Linked DNA regions of Mus musculus: regions 2 and 3 are each linked to region 1. The links are chromatin contacts, called in public Hi-C maps. All regions are on one chromosome and are shown on one strand. The core of a region is the stretch at or near the end of the contact, and the rest is flanking DNA. Distances in the headings are between cores, read along the strand shown.

Region 1 (4,135 bases), core at 1,164-3,663:
GAGACCCAACAAATACCAACCTAGAATGCTAAAAATCTGAATAGTGGAAATGAAGGAAGAAAGTGAGGGAGGGAAGAAGGAAGGAAGGAAGGAATGAAGGAAGGAAGGAAGGGAGGGAGGGAGGGAGGGAGGGAGGGAGGGAGGAAGGACAGACAGATGAGGATAGACAAATGATAGATAGATAGATAGATAGATAGATAGATAGATAGATAGATAGAAGATGATTTATAGATAATAACAATAGATATAAAACAGATTGATAAATAATGGGTAGATAGATGATAGACATAGATGAGATATGATTGATAGATAAATAGATATATAGATAATAGATTATAGATAAGTAGAAAGATTGATAGATAAGTATACACACATACTACTAGATAGACAGATACATACATACATACATACATACATACATGCACAAATAATCTATTTGAAAACTAAAATGTTCTTCTTCTACTGGGTTCAGGGAATAAGATGGTAAATACAGCAGAACATTACACTATGATATGTCACACACACTGTGTTCTGCCAAGACTGGATTAGCAGGCAAAGTTATAAGGAAAGACACTTTGGTTAGTAAGATACAAAGCAGTGCTTCTTCTTCTGGGACAGCAGCGTGAATAACTACAAGGGCTGCCAGTAACAAAGCAAAGCTAGCAGAACTGTCCTGGAAAACAAACCAACACTGAAAATCTCTGGGAACTACCTGAGTGGCGCACATCCAGGAAAGAAGCCAAGAAAGCCCATGAAACTGGGCACAGTGACACAACTCCTGAGCTCGGGAGGCAGGAGCAGGAGGCTTACAGCAGCACAAGCAGACTAATTCCAGACCAGCCAAGGGCTACCTAGTGAGATCCTGTCTCACAGGACGAAGAGGAGGAGGGCAGCTGTATATGTGACTCCAGATGACGCAGAAGCCACCATCCTGAGTGATGACATTCATGCCCAAGGCTACACCCTCAAGAATAATATATATAGATATCAAATAAAACAAACAAACAAACAAAACAGTCTCTGGTATGTGCACAGCTTTGCACACACTAAAAATCCTGGAATTAATGTACCCTGGAATAAATATAGATGTGAGTCCAGAGGCTACATAATGAGATTCTGGCCAAGTATCTCAATGAGGCTGATGATAGAAATAATAACACTGAAATAAATGACCTACATATTTTTTGCAACATTATTTTAGAGACAATAAAAACAAAAACTAAGTAACCTGGACAACAGAAAACAGAGGACTCTTCAGCTCCTACGGATCCTGTATCTCTTTGAGAAGGTTCAGATTTCTAGAAAATGCTGGCTAAGGATTGCTCCGAAGCCTTCCTCTAAACACTTCGTCTGAATAGACTGCCCTTCCTTTCAGTTGGTGAATACTCCCAGGAGAGCATCCATCCTTAAGCGCCTTGCTGAGTCTATGCCCTGAGTCACTGCTGTCTGACATCACAGGATACTGTGGTGGCTCTGGTGTTTGTGGCACACTCGGAACTTGCTCAGCTCCCTGCATAGTGACAAGGCAGCACTCAGCTGGGAAGACACTGCAGCTCCCCAGATCCTTCTGACCGGCCATCACTCACCCCATTGTGAACAGAGGAACACTCAGACCTGCTAAGCAATGTCATTTACTACTCTCCTGCACACAGGAGACTTGACCTCTCTAGCCCTCAACCTCTCCCCGAAGTACACACACACTGGATCTGGAATCAACTAAGAGACACTCCAGAAAATAACTTCCTTGGTCAGATTGTTTTGAGTGGGGAGACCTAGCCTACATGTGATACCCAGAGGCTAGAGGGGATGGAAGAAGGAAGAATTTTGCCTGCTTTCATTTACTCTTGCTGACAAGTTCACCTACATTGCCGCTGCTACATTCCTTCACTGAAATTAGGACTCAACTTTGGGCTTCACCATGAACCAAAGGCCATTGGTTCTTTAGGGTCTTCTGGGACTTCAGTGCCAGAGCAGAGCTGCTAAGGAATCCAGCTAATGGATGGAGAAACTACCAGTGTTTCAGTCTCTCTGGTTGAGACAGCCATTGTTGGACTGCCCAGACATTGTCATGTAAGCTAATGTGTACATTAATTCTACTGGTTCCGCCCCTCTAGAGAATCCTCACTAACAAACATGAGTCTGCCCTACATGAGCATGCTTGACACCTTCCTTCTCAGCTGTCCTCTGATCGCCCCTTGCTCCACTACTGTTGTTCCAGACATGCAGACTTCCATGCTTGGGGGGAGCCTTGGCCAGGAGGAACCCCAGGATTTCCAAACTACTTACAAAATAAACTGAAGTTGAACACAAGGTGAATGACCCAGAAAGTAATGACATCTGCCAACCAGAGCGGACAAGGGCCACGAGGACCCTGCCTCTTTGATCTGCTCTCTGGGAAGCAGGACCCAGAAGCTGGGCCAGCAGACAGTGATGGATCCCAGATCTGCCTTGATGGAATGCAGATGGCCACTAGTGTTTATAGCCCAGCGGCCAGGAATCTTCTTTGAAAGCCAAACTCTGGACCATTTCTCTCTGTCTGCTTTAATTTCTAATACAAATATTTTGAGATAGAATCATTAATCCTATTTGTCTAGTTGGGGCTAGGGTTAATGGAATAATCCCATGTTCTGGCTAAGACAAGCAAATGGTCTCACTCATTCCTCCCTGTGCCATGCCTGGGTCTCCTGGGACCAGAATAATAGACCATTTAGCCAGCATTAGGTCTAGTGGTACTCACTACACTGAGTACTAATGGTACTCAGGGGCCTTTAGGAACCAACAAGAAGCCACCTCTACTACAGAGACAGGTGAATACAAGCAGGTGACAGGAGCAAGGTACACACTATTTAGAGAAGACCCCAGGTCCGTAGAGGGGTAATCCCCACAGCGTATCCCCTTTTCTTAGATTCCTTCCTCAGGCTGAAAGGATGGTTTCTTGGTACACTGCAGAACCCAACACCTACCCTTCTGCAAGGCTGGGGCAACAGGATTCCTCCAGGATCACAGAGAAGCTATTTCCTGAAGAGGAGGGCCTCCATAGGGCATGAGTTTCTCACTTCTGATGTCCTCTGGACCACATCACTCCCTCCTCTGACCTCTGGATGGGTTGAATCATATCCTACCAAAATAAGTTGATGTTTCAACTCCTGGAAGCTTCCTAGGTGTCTTCATGTAACAGGAATTACATGTCACTCTACAGCCTGGCCTCAGCCTTGTAGCCTCCTGAACTCCTGTTATATGAAGACACCTAGTGTGCGGTGCTCTATCCTAACTGTATTGGGAAGCTAATATGAGTCCTAAACTCTGAACCCATACAACCCATCCCTCCTCTATCACTACCCACAGGGCAGAGAGATGGCTGAGCCCATGAACCCAAGCTATAGGAGAAGGCTGGTTTCCAGGTAACCATGTAAAAGCACAAAGGTCTTAGCATAGCAAGGCTCAGGTTATGTAGGACAAGAGAAGGAGAAAGACAAGGCAGGATCCTAACTTGAGAAGGAGTGGGACAGGCTAGAAACGGGTGTTGTGGGAGATGCTGAGGTGTAACCAGCTGTGATACTGATAGACTGGGACCAGACCTCCATTGTGGCTTCTTTCAGCTTCCCAGGAAACCCTTGACACTCTACTAGCCCGAAGAAAGGAAAAGGTCCCAGACACACCTATTTCTAATATTAACATACAGAGAGCCTCCTGTTATACCCAAACTACAAATGATGCTTCCTGCCTAGCCTAGCACACACTAAGCTTGACAACACCTCCTCAGGCCACCACAGCCCTAAATTCCAGAGATTTCCAGCTGTTTCTACATCAGCAGGAAAAAAAAAAAAGCTATGTCTGAAAAGAAGAGGGAAGATTAAGAAAGTGTTTCAGCCCTAGGCATCTTTTTTTTTTTAAACCACTAACTGGGTAATGAATAATTTATAGGCAAGAATGTTTGTGGGGGATAAAATGTTGACAAGTCAAGAAAAGCTCTTAGCGGCCTAACGGAGCAATCCATCTCTAAGAACAGGTTTCAAATGCATGGTTTGTGGAGATCTAGCTGTGGTTGTTTTCTTTCTCTTTCCTCTTTTTTTTTTCTTTTTTATCTATATGGAAATTGGTAGGTGCTGAAATATGTTTCCTGAGTGATACTGCA
Region 2 (4,135 bases), core at 848-3,347, 220 kb before region 1:
TTGCAAAGGCATTGTAGGAGTTAGTGGATGGAGCAAGTGGGTTGTTTCCAAAGTCAACAGAGGCCCCTATGAAAACCTCTAGATTCCACCCCAATCAGAAGCGGAGAAACTGAGACTGTCCGACTCTTTCTAGGCATCCATTCTTCAAAATGCTCTGCACTGCTGTGTGTCTGGGGATGGGCCCAGCTCTTGTACAAGAAGCAAATAACCCTTGAAGTTGGCCTTGGGGTAAATAAGGAAGCAACTCTATGGAGCAAGAGTGTGGGTAGAGATAGAGAGGCTCATGAGTGAGGGGAAGCAGAGGGTGATGCGGGGATAGGAAATTTACCTAAGCTGAGCCTTTGTACGCTGCCTTTTGAACAACTGCTGGCTCGCTCATGTAGGAAATTTCCAGAATTCCATTTTGCTGACTGTGCTGTTCATGGCAGGAGTTCCCTGGATTATCTCATGTGGAGGTGGGAAGAAACAAGCAGTTGCTATGGTCACTGTTGAGAGGTTCAATGGCCTCTGTGTGGACTGGAGGGCAGTCCTGGAAGAAATCAACCCCAACCCCATTCCTCCAGCATGATTCGAACCCACAGCAACCCAAACTGCTGACCACAAGGCTCGTAAGCCAACTTAAGAACTGGCTGGCCGTGGCAACCCAGTGCGTCTTAGCCCATGTAGAGGAAGGCAGTAAGACCACTGTGACACTTCCATGAGGACAGAACCAGGTTAAAGCCAAGAGGGATCCCATGGGTTGTTCCTTGGGCTTTTGTGGGTGAATGGCATTAAAGCTGCTACCCCAACTGATCTTGGCCCTCACTACCTGCCTGGGGCTCTACCTTTAGAACTACGTGGCCGCCCAGCCCAGCCTTGGTCCGCTGGCTCGCTGGCTCCACCTGCCTCTTTAGGAATCTTTTCACAGACTCTGATTTGAGAATCTGCAGTTAGGACCGTCTCTAGGCCAACAGACCTAAGCGCAAGGCCCCCCGCTCTGCCTCTCCTAGGCTCAGGACCTCAGCTTGATGACCCTCAAACTGGAACCAGAGCACAGACAGGACCTGCCCCAAAGGTTGAGGGGGAGTCCAGTGAGAAACTCACAGGTACCCTCTCAAGGGACCTGGTGCCTACCATGTGACAGTCAGTGGTAGCATGACTGTTCTCGCCCTGTCACCACAGATGCTCCACATCTGGACTTTCCAGTGTCAGGCTTTTTACCATGTCAGGAAACATCCCACCACGATGCTCAGGACGTTTTGGCTCTCCTGGTTTTAGGCCATTCTGCAAGATGCTCCAGTTGATTTTATAGCCTCCACAATTCAATTATATCTGTTCCCAAGCCTCTTTATGCCAGTTGTTTTGGACATTATAAAAATGCTATTTAATGCTGGGCAGTGGTGGCACATGCCTTTAATCCCAGCACTTAGGAGGCAGAGGCAGGCAGATTTCCAAGTTCGAGGCCAGCCTGCTCTGCAGAGTGAGTTCCAGACTCACTCAGAGAAACTCTGTCTCGAAAAACAAAACAAAACAAAAATGCTATTTAATTAAATATTAGATAAATCAGCAGTTTTCCAAACTGGCTAGTCGCAGGAGCCTTTACAGTCTTAATTACAGTCTAACATTACTTAAGAGCACAGAATCAGCAGCAGATCTTTATGTGTCACCCTTTCTGTCTCTCTTTCTCTGTCTGCCCCCCCCCACACACACACATGAAAATAGGAAAAGAAAAAGAAAAGTGGGGAGTGATTGAGAAAGAAGCAGAAGTCAACCTTTGGGCCTCCACAGGCGTGTACATATGTGCACACATGACAGGCATGTACATATGTGAACACATGACAGGCATGTACATATGTGCACACATGACAGGCGAGTACATATGTGCACACATGACAGGCGAGTACATATGTGCACACATGACAGGCATGTACATATGTGCACACATGACAGGCGAGTACATATGTGCACACATGACAGGCATGTACATATGTGCACACATGACAGGCGAGTACATATGTGCACACAAGCCTAACTCATTTGGGCACAAAATATACAAGTGCAGAGTTGAACTGCTTGCTGGAGACAAGGCCTACAGCTTCAGAAAGACACCCACACGTGAGAGGAAGCATCACCATCACCACGAATAACAAGTGTGCCTGCTCCCAGTGGCTTTTCAAACACTCCCTAGTTCCCACGCCCCGTGAGAAAAAAGAAAGAAAGAAAAGAACACCCCACACCCATACCCCCACACTCCACACACACCCCTACACTCCACATGGACTGACCTCCAGGTCCCCTGTATGGAGTCACACAAAGGAGGTCAGTCCATGTGTTCTTGAGTCCAGCCATTCTTGGAGACCCTGAGCCCTTCTACCTCCTGCCAGGTCCCTTCCCTAGCTGTTCTCCCTGCCCTCCCCACCCTCTGCTTCCAGATCTTATCAGTCTCCAGGGCTCTGCTTAGCATCTCCTCCCAGGACTGACTGGTAGCTCTGGCCATCTACAGCCCCTGCCAGTGGTCTGAGCTCTCCAAAGATCTCTCTGACGGTTTCTAAGGCCATCCCTGACCCCAGGGGAATCCCAAGGCCATGCCTCTTTGGTTTATAGCTTGAGGGCACCATTTTGCATTTCTTTGCTCTAAGGTTTGCTGAGTCTAGGCTCCGAGGACATGCCTATGGACAGAAAGACCTTCTGCCTAAAGTAGTTGATGGTTCTGCTGAGTGGAAGGACCATAAACCAAGCAGGATACAGATGACAGATTTCAGGCTACGCTTATGTGATAAGTGCCCTTAACATAACCAAGTGATCAAGGCTGGGAAATAGACATACATAAACACAAACACACATGCACACACACACACAAACACACATGCATGCACACACATAAAACACACATAAACACAAACACACATGCACACACACACTAACACATAAATACAAACATACACACAAACACACATGCACACACTCACACACAAATACATATGCACACACACATACTTACACATAAATATACATGCATACACACACACACACTCACACACTTATGCATGCCAACCACCAGGTCTCAGGCCCAGAAGGCTGGTGAGGCAAGGAGGCCCGGAGCGCAGAGGGCAGCAGCTGGAGCTGAAATGAAGGTGAGGTGGAGAAGCTGAGGGTGAGGTGGAGAAGCTGAAGTCTGTCTGAAGGAGCAACTGGGTAAAGAGATGAGAAGGCCTTCCCACTCCATCCTGCGTGAGCTGAGGATGCCAGGACTCCAAAGAGAAGGGCAGCATCTGGCGTAGGGCAGGGGTGGACAGTAATGGGTCCAGGAGAGCCATGCAGGGCTGTGAAGCTGTAGTGAGAAAGCATGTCGAATGTTTTCTATCCCTCACTCGGGTTTGGTGAGGCGAGTTCAGAGGTCCCTTAGAAAGAGTTTGTCACTCACAGCTCCACCATGGAAATGGGCCACCCTACGCCATGACACCCAGGGTTTCCAGGAGAGAGAGGAGGGGGGTGTAAGAACCTTGACTGTTCTCAGGTAAGTAGGTGTCAAGTAAGTGTGTCATTGAGTAGTTTTAAATGGGGTGACGGGGTACAGGGCCTGCTTTAGTTGTCTGGTACCTACCAGCCCTAGAGGATGAGGGAGGTAGAGAGACCCCTTAAAGATCCATAAATGAGGGATTTCCTGGGCTTTGCCCTGATGTTCTTGCATATAAATGGCTCTCAGCCCAGCCCAGGAGCAAACTGAGAGAAAAGGATTGCTCTCCAGTGCTGGGGTTCAGAACACAGGAACACAGCGTGCTTGCTTGATAGGGCTTCCCTCTGGGGCTGGGTGACCTGTAGCCTAACAAAGCTGGACAGCCTCTCAGATAGATGGCAGGTGCCTTTTACAGACGCCATTTTTAGCTCAGGCTCTTAGCCCCACAGGCCTCTCAAACAGCTTCCTTCTTAAATGCTAACTCCCTGCTCATCATCCACCAGCCACAATGGTGACTGTGCCTCCTCTTCCTCCTGACAGTGAGCCCCAGTACACCAGGCTGCAGCCCTCCTGCCCCAACAGCCTTTCCACGGCTCCTAGGGCCTTCCCCGTGCTGATTAAATGTTATTATTCTTTGGGATCTTGGGTATTTGCTGTCCAATGGGATTTTAGAGCAAGACGGTGCCAGATGCCTGCTGA
Region 3 (4,135 bases), core at 825-3,324, 150 kb before region 1:
GAGGAGTGAGGAGATGGACTTCCCATCTTGGGACTGAGGCCGAGAGGCAAGAGGACAGGAAGAGATTTGTCTTCAAGGCAGAGCTGTGAAGACATTAGGCTTCATTAGACGCCTAGATCCTTGTCCCAGTTAATTCTGGATTACTCCAGGGGCAATTACTCCAGAGACTTGACCCATGGAATCTGAGAGCCAATGAAACCCCAGCTCTGATTAGGAAAATCATGATGTGTTGCTTCAGTTCCTTAAGCATTCCTAAGAGTGTCTCCAGACAGGCACACTATGTCCCCAGAATGGCACCTGGCCAAACCCCTCGGAGATTTGTACACAGAATTCAGCACACCTCTGCCATCTGGGCATTCACACTCTGACTCTCCCAAGGTGCCCTACATCAGATCCCTCCAGATTCAGTATCATGCAAGCTTCCAGAGCCAGCTACATGAACATTTGTAAAGTCAACTCATGTTCAAACCCTCTGTGTACTTCATTTAATGCTCTGCTATAAAGAAGTTCTGGCTTCTTTAATATGGGACTCTTAGGACCATGTTGCACCAAAGCCTGAAAATCACATTGCCAGTCTATAGATTCATAAAAAGTTTAATAATGAAAACCGGGAATATCGCTCAGTTTGGAATGATGATGGCTCCCATACACTCATGTTTGAATACTTGATCCCCAGTTGGTGGAACTTTTTGAGAAGGATTAGGAGCTATGGCCTTGAAGGAGGTGTGTCGTTAGGGTCAGGCTTTGTGGTTCCAAAAGACTAGCAATATTCCCTGTGTGTCCATTTCTCCACCATTATGAACTCTACCGTCCGAAACCATAAGCACCATATTAAACACTTTCTTCTCTATGTGGCTTTGGTCACATGCTTTATCACAATAAAAAGGTTACTAAGACCATTGGTAAGAATGTTTGCCTGGCATAGACAACGCCTTGGGTTCAATCCGCAGCATTGCATAAACCAAGTGTGGTGGCACACATCTGCAATCCAAAGATGGGAGGATCAGAAAGTCACGGTCATCCGTGGCTACATATTTAACCTAAGAATAGCCTAGAACAAATTAGACAATAGATAGATAGATAGATAGATAGATAGATAGATAGATAGATAGACAGACAGATGATAGATAGATGATAGATAGATAGATAGATAGATAGATGATAGATAGATAGATAGATAGATAGATAGATAGATAGATAGATAGATAGACAGACAGATGATAGATAGATGATAGATAGATAGATAGATAGATAGATAGATAGATAGATAGATAGATAGATAGACAGACAGACAACAGACAAGACAGATAGAATGACAATGACAATGAGATCGAATGGAGAAAACATACCCAGGAATTCCTTCCTATGCATTCCAGCTGATGACGACTCACTCTGAACATTACCTTCTGTCTCAGATTTGGGTTATCACTGGAGCTTTCCTAGGAGTGCTTGGGAATGGGGACGAGAGTGGTCCCTCTCCTAGGAGGAGCTAGCAGAAGCCTGTTTATCACAAGTCCAATCTCAGGGCCAGCTCCCATGCAGCTCTGCCTGACAATTTAGCCAACACTGGGCCCTTTAATTTATCGCACTAATGTAGTTAGACACTGGTCCCCGGAGTCAGGCCATCTCACAGGCTCTGAGGAGAGGCCATGGAGGAAATTTATGAGCCGAGGCTTATCCCTCACAGCCTCTATAAATGGGAAAATCTTTACCTTCGTGGAGTAATGTGTTTGGTCCCCAAGCAGAAGAGAAAATTAAGCCCTTCACCCAGTGCTCTGCACTGTTGGTTTTTACAGCTTGTCCCCCAAGCCTGTGCAGCTTAAACACCATTTATAAGCAGGCTTCCTTGGTAGAGACTGCAAACCCAATTATGCAGACAAAGTTCCCATATTCTATACTAGTGGCATGTCACCATTAATGGCACCCATGACAGGGAGAAAGGGATGCACACACATCATGTGAGTCCTGAGCTAAGTACATGGGGGTGCTGGGCTGGCCGGCCACTCGGGATTTTGCATCTTGAAATCAGTTTGCAGATGGCCTAATTAAAACACATCAAAAGATAATTCAATGGGAACTAAGGCTCCTATCACATTAAATACAACTACAAAAATCTCACCTTAAAGCACCTCCAAGGGGTTGGGTGGGTTGCTTGTTTCTTTTTGAGGGCTCCCAGCTCTGCCAGTAAAACCATTTCACCAGGAAAGCCACTGCACTTACATTAAGAGATGTGGTAGATCTTAGTAAAGCCCATCTCAGAGCTGGGGGTGGGGGTGGGGGTGGGGGGCAACCAGGGCACAGTCAGTGAGAACCAGGCCAGAAAAGTGTGTAGACCCGCTTGAAAGGCTAACAGGCTGCAAGCACTCTCTGATTCAGATCATCTAGGTTCAAGTCCCAACTCTACTACTAAGTTGCTAGAATTTGAACTATGAAATGGGGGCACTCGGAATGTTAGGTAACCCCATGTATTCTGGTTACTGTGATCAGATCTCAAGACCTCAGTTTTCAGTCATATGTTCCATTACACCACACTGACCTGAATCATTCCTTGTCTCCAGGAATTCCTCAAACCCAGATAAGAGGGTTATCTGGGTCCACTCTTCAGGTAGAGGAACCCATAGAGTATCAAGCAGGATCGAGCATTCATGAAATGCATTAAAGTGGCCCTTCAAGGATTTATTGACCTGGCAGAAACTAATATCATTGACTGCCAATTGGAAAGGATCCAAAAATCATCTAAATGATAAAAGACGGAACTGAACTTAGTGAAATTCTAAACGCTTCCAAAGTGCTGTGAATCCCTGGGTTTAATAACATCAAGAGACGCAGACTGTGGCCTGCAGCTTGGTTAATGAGATTGGGCCAGCCTCAATTTCCTGGCTTTTATGGGGTCCTAGGGTCACAGATGATGTTATCATTGTAGGAAGCTGGGCAAAGGGTACATAGGAACGCTGCAACTTCCTGCATGTCTAAAATCATTTCAAAATAGTTAAAATTATGAGGCAGTGTTAGAAGTGGGGAGAGATTAAGGGGGTCCTTGGCAGGTTTTCAGCCCAAGACAGCTTCCAGACAGTTGGGCTCGGGAAAGAGAGATGCTGGGTGAACATCTGGAATGATTCTAAATCAAGCTACTCTGGAAAAAAGAAAAAGAAAAAGAAAAAGAAACCTATTTTCTCTTCTCTTCATTTACTAAACTACAAAGAAGTTTATATTTTAGCCACAACTTAAAGAATTAATCTTAAGCAGTGGGAAGCAGATCTGTGTATTGTTGCATAATTAACATTTACTGGCAAACTTTCTAGCGTGACAGTCATGTAAGGACATCTGAGGAGGACTGGGGGAGACCTAACACACAAAAAGGGACTAGGGATCATCTGGTGAGGATCTGCCAGCGTGTTTGCAGGCAGGGCAGAAAGGCTGGCGCTCACATGTCACCAGCGCAGAATACTACTACATGTTATCTGTAGCAGTCCACCTGTAGACAAGGTGCAGAATGTCCTGACAGAGGGCTAGGGAACCACAGAAACATCTCCTGGAGACACCGTTCCCTGTGGGCGACGGCAGGGCATGGGATAGGCAGGCAGTGTTGGGGTCCACTAGCAGGCAGCAAGGCAGCAGCAGCAAAGGGGAAACCCACGGCAGGACTCTCCAGAGAACTCTCTAGAAGCAGCAGTGGGAAAGAGCAAGAACAAATCAAGTTCTATGGAAGAGGGCAAGGCAAGATAGCGTTGGTCACTGAGGTAATCAGTGTGGATGTTTAAGGTGCCTAGTTCCCATCCCTAGACCCAGGCTGCCTGAATTACCACTGAACTCAGGTTAACAGCCCATGCTCATGTCTGGACTCTGTGGTTGTTTCAGTACCGTTTTTAAGACTATTGTTCTAGCTGTCTACCATGGCTCCCTTCTCTTTCCTGTTCACAAGCCAACCGCTACAAAGGAGACAAGGCTCCCAGTATTTTTTTTTCAATCTCTCTTCTCTCCCTGGTTTTCCGAACCTCAAAGCAGCTGCTGGCCAGCAAGGCTCAGGTGGGTGTTCATGACCTATAGATGAAACTGCACGTGACAATTTGGGGTCAGACTACGTTTTCTTAAGAAGGGGGCTAAAGAGCAAGTCAAGCCATTCATCTCAGCGGGT

The links. Hi-C and Micro-C count contacts between places; a contact is called where the count stands out from the background.
Region 2: a contact with region 1 is called in a Hi-C map of the N1E-115 cell line, with 7 times the contacts expected there. The contact joins two enhancer-like sites. A contact is called at or near these places in 1 of 15 datasets of contacts at CTCF or cohesin (large pre-B cells), 1 of 484 Hi-C or Micro-C datasets (the N1E-115 cell line), 1 of 115 datasets of contacts at active chromatin or transcription factors (double positive thymocytes) and 1 of 9 other capture datasets (liver).
Region 3: a contact with region 1 is called in a Hi-C map of the N1E-115 cell line, with 4 times the contacts expected there. The contact joins two enhancer-like sites. A contact is called at or near these places in 1 of 15 datasets of contacts at CTCF or cohesin (large pre-B cells) and 2 of 484 Hi-C or Micro-C datasets (the N1E-115 cell line and liver).

What each region holds. Positions count from the first base shown.
Region 1 is chr7:132,446,273-132,450,407 of GRCm38.p6, forward strand. No RefSeq gene overlaps it. Among named protein-coding and RNA genes, the nearest start is that of Gm35147, 17 kb to the right of the region's middle. Within about 2 kb of position 2,414, at least 20 of the 459 cell types and tissues checked have an H3K27ac peak or open chromatin away from gene starts, as enhancers often do. A contact at or near this core is called in the N1E-115 cell line, where this site is marked.
Region 2 is chr7:132,226,999-132,231,133 of GRCm38.p6, forward strand. No RefSeq gene overlaps it. Among named protein-coding and RNA genes, the nearest start is that of Cpxm2, 74 kb to the left of the region's middle. Within about 2 kb of position 2,098, at least 5 of the 459 cell types and tissues checked have an H3K27ac peak or open chromatin away from gene starts, as enhancers often do. A contact at or near this core is called in the N1E-115 cell line, where this site is marked.
Region 3 is chr7:132,296,982-132,301,116 of GRCm38.p6, forward strand. All of the region lies in intron 1 of Chst15 (carbohydrate sulfotransferase 15), which reads right to left. Among named protein-coding and RNA genes, the nearest start is that of Gm10584, 17 kb to the right of the region's middle. Within about 2 kb of position 2,075, at least 3 of the 459 cell types and tissues checked have an H3K27ac peak or open chromatin away from gene starts, as enhancers often do. A contact at or near this core is called in the N1E-115 cell line, where this site is marked.